2 separate regions of the Manis javanica genome follow, and region 1 is linked to region 2. Evidence: chromatin contacts called from public Hi-C data. All regions are on one chromosome and are shown on one strand. The core of a region is the stretch at or near the end of the contact, and the rest is flanking DNA. Distances in the headings are between cores, read along the strand shown. Region 1 holds the start of LOC140842998 (tRNA-dihydrouridine(47) synthase [NAD(P)(+)]-like). Region 2 holds the start of CATSPERD (cation channel sperm associated auxiliary subunit delta).

What was found. Hi-C and Micro-C count contacts between places; a contact is called where the count stands out from the background.
Region 1: a contact with region 2 is called in a Hi-C map of blood, with 14 times the contacts expected there. The contact joins the promoter of LOC140842998 here to the promoter of CATSPERD in region 2.

The regions. Positions count from the first base shown.
Region 1 is chr13:96,999,057-97,004,260 of MJ_LKY, forward strand. It overlaps LOC140842998 (tRNA-dihydrouridine(47) synthase [NAD(P)(+)]-like), which reads left to right and starts at 3,729. Exons shown (of 13, transcript XM_073220763.1): 1 at 3,729-3,761; 2 at 4,896-5,204. The coding sequence starts at 3,729. LOC108406192 reads right to left here. Exons shown (of 5, transcript XM_073220527.1): 2 at 3,196-3,484; 3 at 2,918-3,012; 4 at 2,259-2,393; 5 at 1,632-1,913. The coding sequence ends at 1,824.
Region 2 is chr13:96,756,589-96,761,785 of MJ_LKY, forward strand. CATSPERD (cation channel sperm associated auxiliary subunit delta) reads left to right here and starts at 2,354. Exons shown (of 21, transcript XM_037018440.2): 1 at 2,354-2,706; 2 at 4,315-4,369. The coding sequence starts at 2,564. LONP1 (lon peptidase 1, mitochondrial) reads right to left here and starts at 2,239. Exons shown (of 18, transcript XM_017672280.3): 1 at 1,785-2,239. The coding sequence starts at 2,213.

The DNA of each region.
Region 1 (5,204 bases), core at 2,479-4,978, 240 kb after region 2:
GTCTGTTTAAGTAATCATCACTCTACGAACTTCGTTGTAAAGATCCTATGAGGCCATCATGCTCTGGTTGCCTTCATTTATTACCTCCGCGGCAAACACGGCCCTGCTGAATGTGACAGGTCACTCCAGGCAGGAGTTCCCTGAGCAGGAACTAGGCTTTAAAATCTGCCTAGCACCCCCAGTGGGAACCTGAGTTCACAGGCTCCGCCTTCTCCACTCCTAGGCGGCTCTACGCTGTGCTGTTTGTCACTGGGGTGGCCGAGGGTCAAGGACAAGGGGGACAAGGACGGAAGCTTGAAGGTCACAGGCCAGCTGGGGAAGGTGATGAAGGAGAGTGCCCGCATCGCCTACACCTTTGTCAGGGCCTTCCTGGTGCAGCACGACCCCTCCGAGGATCTGGTGACTTCCCACCTCCACCTGCACGTGCCCGAGGTGAGGGCCCCGCCCAGGCCCCCACTCTGGCCCTGACCGCTGCGTGCAGTGGGGCCCACCACCCACCTGCATCTCCCCCAAGGGCGCCACCCCCAAGGACGACCCGAGCGCAGGCTGCATCATCATCACAGCTCTGCTCTTGCTGGCCATGGACTGGCACGTGCGGCAGAATCTGGCCATGACCGGCGAGGTCTCTCTCACTGGCAAGATCCTGCCCATGGGCGGCATCAAGGAGAAGACCATCGCCATAAGGAGCCCCATTACACAGGTTGGGCAACGAAGGTGGATGGCCGGTTTTATAGGCTGACAAAGCGAAGCCTAGGGTGGCACGGGACTGGGCCTGTGGCTGCCCCTCCAGTCATTTGCATCATGCTCAGGGCCTCTTCATGAGAAAGTACCCGTCCGGCTCCTGGAGGATGGCAGTGGGACCCCCGCCCCGCCTGCTGCCCCCTCGCCCACGGGGCCTTGCATGGGAACTAGGTTGGTGGGCCGAGACCAGAGGCACACCCGTGCCATCTTACCCTTGGCAGAGCACCCTCCACAGCACCCCGCCTAACAGCCTTTGGGGGGCAGGGTCTCCACAGGGGGACAGAAGCTCCAGGAGTCCCCGTGGACCGAGTCCCTGTCCTCCAAGGGGTGGATTCAGGCTGAGGGATGGCAGTGCAGAGGCCCGGGCCTATGGGGCTGGAATTCCAGGCAAGCAGGGAAATGTCATGTTGGCTGTATTTCAAATGCACTCACGGTTCCTTTCCAGCTCCCCCCCTGCACAAGTAAGTGTGAACCGCTAAGTGTAAGGCAGTGGGCACTGCCGTGGATTCAGGAAACGTCTCCCCCTGACACCACAGGGTGGGGATTCCAGGACGAGGCCTAGGCTCCTAACCCCATTTCTGCCCTTGGCTGACCTGCTGTCCCCTCAGGCCAAACGCGCTGGCGTGACATGCGTCGTCCTGCCGGCCGAGAACAAGAAGGACTTCTACGGCCTGGCTGCCTTCATTACCGAGGGCCTGGAGGTCCACTTCGTGGAGCACTACCATGAAATCTTCGCCATAGCCTTCCCCGAGGAGCAGGCCGAGGCTCTGGCCCTGGAGCGGTGACGGCAGCCTGGGCGTGGCTGGCACCGACGGGCCCAGCAGGGCAGAGGCCCCGGGCAGCTGAGCCCCCCGAGGCTCAGGAACCTGACTTACAGCCCAATCACTGAGCCTGGCATATGACTTATTTAGTTATGATTAAAACACCATTTCCAGTACTGCCTGCTTCTTTTTTCTTCTACTGCCACATGCCCACACCTCTGTGGCCCAGGAAGGAGGGTGGCAGCAGGGGGCTCTGAGCAGATGGACCAGACGGAATACCCCAAGTTCCTGAAAAGGCTTTCTTGTGTAGAGAGCGGGGGTTCAGTCCTTCTTGGCTGCCGCTTTCCTCATGGCCGCCAGGACGCTGCTCAGCTCCTCTCTCTTCCTCTTGGCGCGGATGTGTGTCCCCACCTGCCACGCAGGGAGGGCCATCAGCCAGGGCCGGGAGCCCCACCCCCACCCTTGGTGTGCAGCGCAGCCAGCCCCAGGGGTTCAGGGAAGGCGAGGTCGCCTGCCAAGGTGGAGCGCAGCCACTACACCACACAGGACCCTTGTCCCCATGCCTGGCTACAAGTGAAGCCACAGTTGAAGACTGACCACTAACAAATTCCATAATAACGCTCCCCACCTACAACAGGAAGAATGTGCCACAGCTGAGCAAGCACCCTGCGCGCCCCGGCCCCCCATAAACCTGCCCAGTCCGTCTCTGGGCTGCTCCGCCACCCTGAGTTTGGCTTTGGTAACAAGCCCACCTACCCTTTTCTTGATGAACTTGAGGGCCCGCTTGTCCTTGGAGACCTTGAGCAGCTCCATGGCGCGCCGCTCATACGGGGCAAAGCCGCACACCTCTCGGATCATGTCCCGCACAAACTTGGTGTGCTTGGTGAGGCGCTGGGGGGAGGAGAGGCCGTCAGGGTGGGGCGCCCCGAGACGAGACCCCGGGCAGGTCTGTGCAATGGCGGCACGAACTGCCCACCGCCCTCCGAGCTCAGACACGTCACGTCCCGCCTGGCCCTTCCCTGGGCCGGGAACCCCTCCGACCGGGCACCACGGGGTCGGAGCTGCTTCACAGGCCGCGGCGAACTCACAGGGCCTCCGCGTCCCGTTTACACTGTACCGAACACCCAGCTCCCGTGCTGCGGGCAAATTCCTGCTCATGCATCAAAACCCGCTCCCTCCGCCCGGCTTCTACCCCGCGTGCCGGGGGCGCCCGGCGAGGCCTCGGCCGCACGCACTGCTCCGTCCCCCCGACGCCTCCTCCCCCGCTCCACCCCGAGGCTCCCGCAAGCCCCCGGGACGGGGCTGCTCCGCGGCGCTCGCCTCCCCCAGGGGCCTTTCCCCGGCCGTGCCCTCCGCCCAGAAGGCCTTCCCCCTCCCCGGAAGAGGCTCCCCGACCGCGCGCCCCCGGCACTCACCCCGCGGCGACGGCTGTGCCTCGGCTTGCTCACGTTCTTGGTCACCTTGTGGCCCTTGTTGAGGCCCACGGCCATGGGGTAGCGAAGAGCCATGGCTGCGGACAGGGGAGGGGAGAGGAGGTGGAGGCGAGTCGGGGCTCGGGACCCCCGCCGCCCGGAACTCCGGGCCCCGTCTCCCCCGGGCCCGCTCGCTGCACCGAGCCACGCCCCTGAGCCGAACCGGGACCCCGTGCCCGGATGGCGGCGGATACTACCCGCGCGGGGACCCACCAACCTACCGCCCTCCAATCGCTGCCGAGGCGGAAAGGCCGGCATCCGTCGGAACCCTGGGATAGCTACCATCGACGGGAGGCGCGGGCCAGAGAGGCAGGGAGGCCGCGCGCGCCCCCTCGTGGCTGTGGGCGTCCCTCTCTCTCCTTCCCTCGGCCGGCTCCGCCGGGCTCTTGGAGCATGCGCATTTATCCCAGAAGCCCGGCCTCGGGTACTTGGGGGCGCCGCTTGCTGGCTGCAGTCTCGCGCAGGCGGCGAGCTTCCTGACTTTGGAGCGGGGCGTTCGCCATCCAGGACCTGAATTTCTCCATTTATAGAATGAGGACAATAATGGTACCGTTACCCTCAAAAATAAAACTGTCAAGTTATTTAATCAGCAAAAATGGGTTAATTCGGGCAGAACAGATTCCAATTTGGGACACGCCATAGGCAAGTCTGGAGAAAAAAAGAAGAGGATCCCCTTTTTATAGAGCAAAGGGTTGAGCTGGGAGGGCTGCTTTAAGCCAAAAGTTCACTGGAGAAACTGGGAGTCCCACGTCTCATGGCTTCTCATTGGCTGAGCTGTGACAGTCTGGTGGGTAGTAAGGCAGCTAAAATAGAATGACTTGCAAGGTCTCTGTTCGTGGAGTCTGCAATTGATGGGGAGTGGTGGGAATGAGCCCCCCTTGCTGGCCTTCCAACTCCATTTTAGGGAGGTTTCCCCTCCTTAGTTTTCACAACGCCTATTCCCAAGTGTTTGAACAAGGTATAACGGTACTTGGCACAAAATAAACTTTCTCCATAAAGAGAAGCATTGGTTTCACTCTGAGTCCGAGCTCTGTACGAGGGCTGAGAAGGCTGTCGTATAGTGCCCCCTAGTGGCATTTGATATACTTCGACGTAATTTTAGGTGGTACATGGATGAGAGGCGTTGTTGGGACCAAAACTTTTTTCCCGGTTATCTTTCGATCCTACGTCTCCCCAGGATACAGTCTCAATTTAGGGCTGGTCCGTTTCGGCTTAGCTCTTCTAACACTTGTTAATCTTAGAGCTTTGGATGGCCAGCAGAAGCTAGCATTTTATAACTTTTTTTTTCATTATTCAGCCTGTATCTTTACAGTTGCTTCTTCCTTGTGCAAGCAGCTCTGGTTTACCATTTTAGGGCTAGAAAGTGTCCACTTTCTATTAACTTACGTAAATATCTGTTACCTGCAGATATAGCCCGTACTTTGCCTTCCACAGGTTCAGTCTGGTGTCAGAATCCCTGCTTCTGCCACTTCTCCTCTAAGCATCAATTTCCTCATCTATAACATGGGGATGATGCTAACACCAACTTCCGGTTGTAAAGATGCCATTAGATCATGAATGTCAAGTGCTTAGTTCCTGATGCACATCACCATTATTCATGCACAAAGCATGTACTTTGTGCTGCAAATAAGAGACAAGCCCAAACCGCCTTCCTCCTGCCTCCACAGGGGCCCTAGTTTGGCCTAAGGCCAGCCCTCTTCTCCCACACTTGCCAGGAGGTGCCCCGAGTCACAGATTCCCAGGGCTCAGGAGCCTAAATGTAATTTACAAGCAGCTGTCCCTGCTCCAGGGATCCCCAGCCCCTGGAGAGATGTGCAGACGTTGGAATGGCCGGCAGCGCAGACCAGCCAACTGCAAGAAGGGGGCTCCCAGCCTCTGAGCAGTGGCAGTCAATCTTGTGGTTGCAAGAGTCTGAGCTCAGCAGAGGGAGACTCCCTCGGCAAGCCCTGCTCCTTTGCCCTGCCTCCCTGCTGGCAGATTCCGCACCACCAAGAAGGAATTCCATGATTTTCTGGAAGCCAAAGGGCAGACGCCCTGCCAGGAATCCGAGGCAGGAAACATTGGTGGCAATGACCTGTCTGAGCCCGAGGCCAAGAGGATCCGACTGGAGGATGGGCACAAGGAGGACAGGCGGTCAGGGGAGGCGGCCGAGCCCCAGGAGCAGCCGCAGGTTCAGAAGAGGGCCCGGGGCCAGAACAGGGGCCGACCCCACCTGAAGCCCACCCACTAT
Region 2 (5,197 bases), core at 1,104-3,603:
TTCCACAGAAATTTCCCTGATTTTACCTCTGCTACCAGCTGATGGCTACCATCACCCTGCACCTGTCCTCCCTCTGGTAGGGTCTCTTTCTGCTGTTTACAAGGTAACAGCAATAGAAACACAGTAAATACCGCATATCAGCCTCTGACTATCCACAGACGCTCATTTGACCCTCCTGGATAGTTCTAGGTGTGCAGACAGAATCTCTTGGAAGAACCGTATCTCTGGGCACTGGGGACAAGGGACAGCTGCCACCCTGCAAGGATGCAGGGGCCAGGACTTGTTCACCTAGGGACCTGGGAGGCAAGCTGTCTAGGGCAGGCTTCTGAGGTGTCAGGCCACACCTCATAGGAAACAGCAGCAACTTCCTATTGAGGCTTATGAAGCACTAAACACGATTCTAAATCCTTTACACACGACCTTGTCTACTTCCTGCACCAGCTCTAAGAAATAGGATACCATTAGGATGTCCATTTCACGGAAGAGAAAACAGAGGCCCAAAGGAACAGCCTGTCCAAGGTTCGAGGCTACAAAACGTAGAGCCAAAGGAACCCACAGGGTCTGGCTCTGGGGTCTGCAAGTTAACCACCAGTCTACACCAAGGAAACCCCCTGGAAGGGTAGCTTAGACACACAGTCAGCTGTGCGGGACAGGAGGTGGAGGGGACTTCTGTGCCTCCCCACCCCCAACTAGCTGGCTGCTGCCCCTCTGTACTGTCCTTCCCCTTTCCAAAGGATCCCTGGGATTGATTTAGCAGACATTGGAGTGTGAGGGGGAGAGGCCGGAGAGTGAATGCAGATGCTGACTCACTGTATGACCTTGCTTGGACAGTGAAGAGATAAAACTTTCTCCTCCATGGACAAGTTTCCATTACCGTTTTTTTAAAAAAGGGGGAGGTAGGAAGAAGTCAGGCATTTGGGCCCTTCCTACTCTAAAAACTCAAGTTCCTAACACTCACACTGCTTTCTCTCTATCACATCATCCTGGTTTCTCCCCCATTCCTAGCTTAGTCTGAAACTTGTCATCTGCTGTGTTCTCCACCAGAATGTGAATTCCTTTAGCATGGGGACTGTGTTTGACTTGTTTGCTGCTGTGTCCTCAGTGCCTGATACATGGTAGGAGGTCAAGACACTCTGCTAAGTGAAATAACTGTGGTGCACCTCTCTGAGAGCATCCTTCTCCCCACTTCCCCCAAAGTCTCCTAAACCATCCCTTGCTCTATTCTTCCAATGTAGTACTTACTGCCTCACAACAAAATTATTTACTTACTAATCTTGTTGATTGCCTCTTGCATCCAAAAAGAACGAGAGTTCCAAAGGCAGTGATTTTTGTCTTGTACACTACTGCATTGCTAACACTTAGAACTGGGCCTGGCACGTGGTAAGCGGTCAAAAAACATTTAAGGAGAGAATGAACCCTTATCCACAAAGGGACTCCTAATCAGACGGCAGACCGAGGTACACATTTATCAAGACTCCCAAAAAAGTAACGGGGCCGCAAGACATGCTGGCTCCTGCCCAGCATGGATTTCTATGGCTAGGATTCCAATTGGACAGCTCTAAAGCTCGTTGGATTCGACTCCACTGAAGGATCTGTAAAAGGGGAGGAATTTCGCCCCAGTTCACCAAGCTGGTGGTGAGAAGACAGGAACTCTAACTTCAGCCTTTGGAAACTTCGTGCCTGGAAAACTTTGGGAGGCATGAGGGTGCTGCTAAATGAGTCCTCGGGTCAACGCGCTCCTTGCAAAAGTGGGGAAATGGAAGCCGGGCAGGGGCGCTCATTACCTCGATAATCTTTATGAAACGCGGGAACACCGGGTTGCGGGTGACCGCGATGAGCGGCAGGTGAGGGAACACGTCTGGGATCGTCATGGGCGTCAACGCCGTTATGACCGGGCCTTCTCCGCCGCCTGCGCTGCCCCCGGCGCCAGCGACCCCATCCTCAGCGCCGCCCTCGGAGGCATCCTCGCCCCCCGAAAAGGCGTCGCTGCCACGGCTATTCGCCTCCCAGAGGCCCCGCCGCTGGCTCGCGGCGGCGGGGCCTCTGCCCCACAGCGCCCAGGGAGGCGAGGCGTCGCAGGCCGGCCGGCTTCTGGGCAGCCACGCTCCGGCCGCAGTCGGGACCCGCCCTCCCGCGGCGGCCAGCAGCGGCCGCCGCAGCGCCCACCACCGCGCAGCGCCCCACAGCCGCACGCAACCTGTGCCCGCCGTCATGGCCCGGCCATCCTGGCGGCGCACAGGACTGACATCACTACCTCTCTCCCAGCTGGGGCGTACGTGACGTCAGGCGCGTCCGACTTGGCCCCAAGCGAGTTGCTACGAAGGGGCGGGGCTGGGGAGAGGGCGGGGCGTGCCCAACGCTCATGCGTGGGGGCCGTGTTCGCGCGTCAGTTCGAGAGGCGACGAGAGCTCGTCACACTTCAGCGAGGGTGGGAGCATCTGTGCGCATGCCCAGGTTCTGTGGTAAATGTTGAGGCGTGCGGGTTCAGGCTACTAGAGAGAGAAGACGTGCTCATTCTCACGCTCCTTGGCTGCTGTCCCTCGGCCCAGGCTCTAGTCTGCGCATGCCCAGGCAACGGATCAGTTACGCCTGGTGGTTGAGGGACGGAAGTGGCACCCGACTCTCCAGCGAGATGCTGGTCTTAATGCTGATGGCAGCGGGGACCTTGCGGTTCTGCGCGGTGACCAGAGCCCAGGAGCTGTGCCGGTGGGACTGCCCTCCCCGGGCTGGGGTGCAGCCAGGGGTCGGGGACCCTCCCTGGGGGGTCTGGGCTGAATCTGGGAAGGACGCCCCTCTCCCCGACCTCATTGAGGCTCCCCAGTTTACTGTTTTAAGGAACTGGACACATTTCCCATTCTCACAGCCCCAGCCTTTCCCCTCAAGGCTTCACATTGCCACTTAAAACCTTTGGCCCGATTCCGACCTCTATTACCCGCATCCACCGCCACCACTCAGACGCTCCTGTCGGGGACAGTTCCCTCCAGGCCATCCCCCAGCCCGGCAGCCAAAGGGATTGCTTATAAATGGATCTGATCTCGTCATTCCCTTTCCCGGTTCCCTGTGGCACCCAAAATAAAACCCAAGTTCCTTGCTGACCCTTGGGGCCAGATCATTATCTGGAATGGGGCCGTCCGTGCATTGTAAAATGTGCAGTATCCCTTGCCTCTATCCACCCAGTAGGTGCCAATAGCACCACTTTGCCCAGGCTTGACAATCAAAAAATGTCTGTAGGCATTGCCAAGTGTCCCCTGAGGCTTCGAAAACCACTGGTCTGGCCACCCTCGTATCACTGTTCCAGCCACCCCGTTCCTTGAACGTGCCAAACTCGGTCCAACCTTTGGAGACCTGGGACCCTTGGCTCTTGCTATTCCCTCTATCTCGCCAGCTTCGTTTCCAGATTTCTCCTTATCATTTACATCCCGACTTAAATAGCACAGTTCCTTTTTTTAAAGCCCCACCCACCCATAGCTGCTTTTTCCTATCCCTAATGTGTGTTCCTCTTTCCTGACAAATCTTTTCTTGTCTGTTTCTGTCACTAGAATATTAGCTCCATGAGGGAGTAGATGGTTTCATTGATTAACTTCTTACCCCGGCTATTTTTAGATTTCAGTAGATGTTAGATTACTGAATACTGTATGCAAGGTTCCCACTGGGGGTGCTAGACAGATCTTAAAGCCTAGTTCCTGCTCAGGGAACTCCTGCCTGGAGTGACCTGTCACATTCAGCAGGGCCCTGTTTGCCGCAGAGATAATAAATGAAGGCAATCAGAGCATGATGGCCTCATTTGATCTTTACAACGAAGTTCATAGAGTGATGATTACTTAAACAGACACAACAAAATGAAAGATACACTTGCCTGAAGACAGCAAGTAAGTGGAGAGTAGGGTCTTCCAGGAAGGTTTCCTAGTAGGGTTCGCCTCAGAGTCTGACAAGATGGGTTATATCCAATTCTCCATCCATGGATCAATCGGTGAATGAAGAGCCTCAGCTGTAAACAAAATTCTCCTGGCCACCAACACCCCCCTTCTGACAACAACAACAACAACAAAAAAAGCAAGCTTTGGAATAGGAGTTCTGAATCTGGGGTCTGCAAATGAACCGTTATGGGCTCTCAAGAAATGTACCTCCATACTTGCACGTGTCTGTGGGAGAGGAGAGGAGGGCCGAGTTTCATCAGATGTTCCAGGGGCTCCCCAAACCCTAAAGGCACCAGGAACAGGTCCTTTAGGGTTAACTCAGAGGCACCCTGGTCGGAGTCATGCGGAACATTCAATAAACATTGACTGGTGGTCCCTCCTGTCGTTTAACTTCTAGTACTCGTACGGTGAGGACAGGAAAGGTGTTCCACACCGGACATCAAATTCAAGGGGTAGGTGGCTCCATATATTAATGAACTTAACAGTCATTCTTTGCTTTTGTCTAATCACTTGATCAGAACAACCATTGCCTAGTATTTTCTTGGGTGTGGTGTTGTGACAAGCCTAGAACATGCCCGAGCCCTTGCCCTTTGAAATAAGGGGTTTGTCTTTCCCATTTCATTAAAAAGCAAGGTCAGGTGACCTGAACAAAGCTAGGAGATAGAAGTGGCTTGAGAACTACAATCACCTGTGTCTTTATCCAGTGTTCTATTTGATAGGGGGTTTTAAATCTAGAATAACATAGGCAGTGAAGTGCTCCTTATGTCTGGGTTACGTAACTGGCTTCATTGCATACGGCCCATAACTGTGGGTCTCCTTTGTTATGTATCTGTATTCCTGGTCTGTTAATGTGTGTACATTAGTTAATTAATAGTCTGTTAAAACCTATACACGCTTATACTACTCTACAAGAAGTTATGTCATAGAAATAATCTCACATTTTTCTTCCGTTTGCCTCTTTAACTTTTCTTCTCCCTTCCTGAATACAACCCTTTTTCTAAAATTTGTGCCTCATACCTAGAATTGTAGTGCCCCAAAGCCTTTCCAGCTAATGAAGATACATCAAGACAAGCACTGGGCACAGTAGCCATGAAGCACAAATTTTCAAAAAGGCAGAAAGCTAACAGCCTCTTGGAAGAATACTACTCTCTCACCAACCCCGCATCTCCCTGTGTAGCCCCGAAGATGGCTGGTTAGCCAGAGACGGGTGAGATTCCTCAAGGGAGGAACAACCGAAGGCAGGCACAGTCGCAGGGGGGCCATCAGGTGAGAGATTGGGG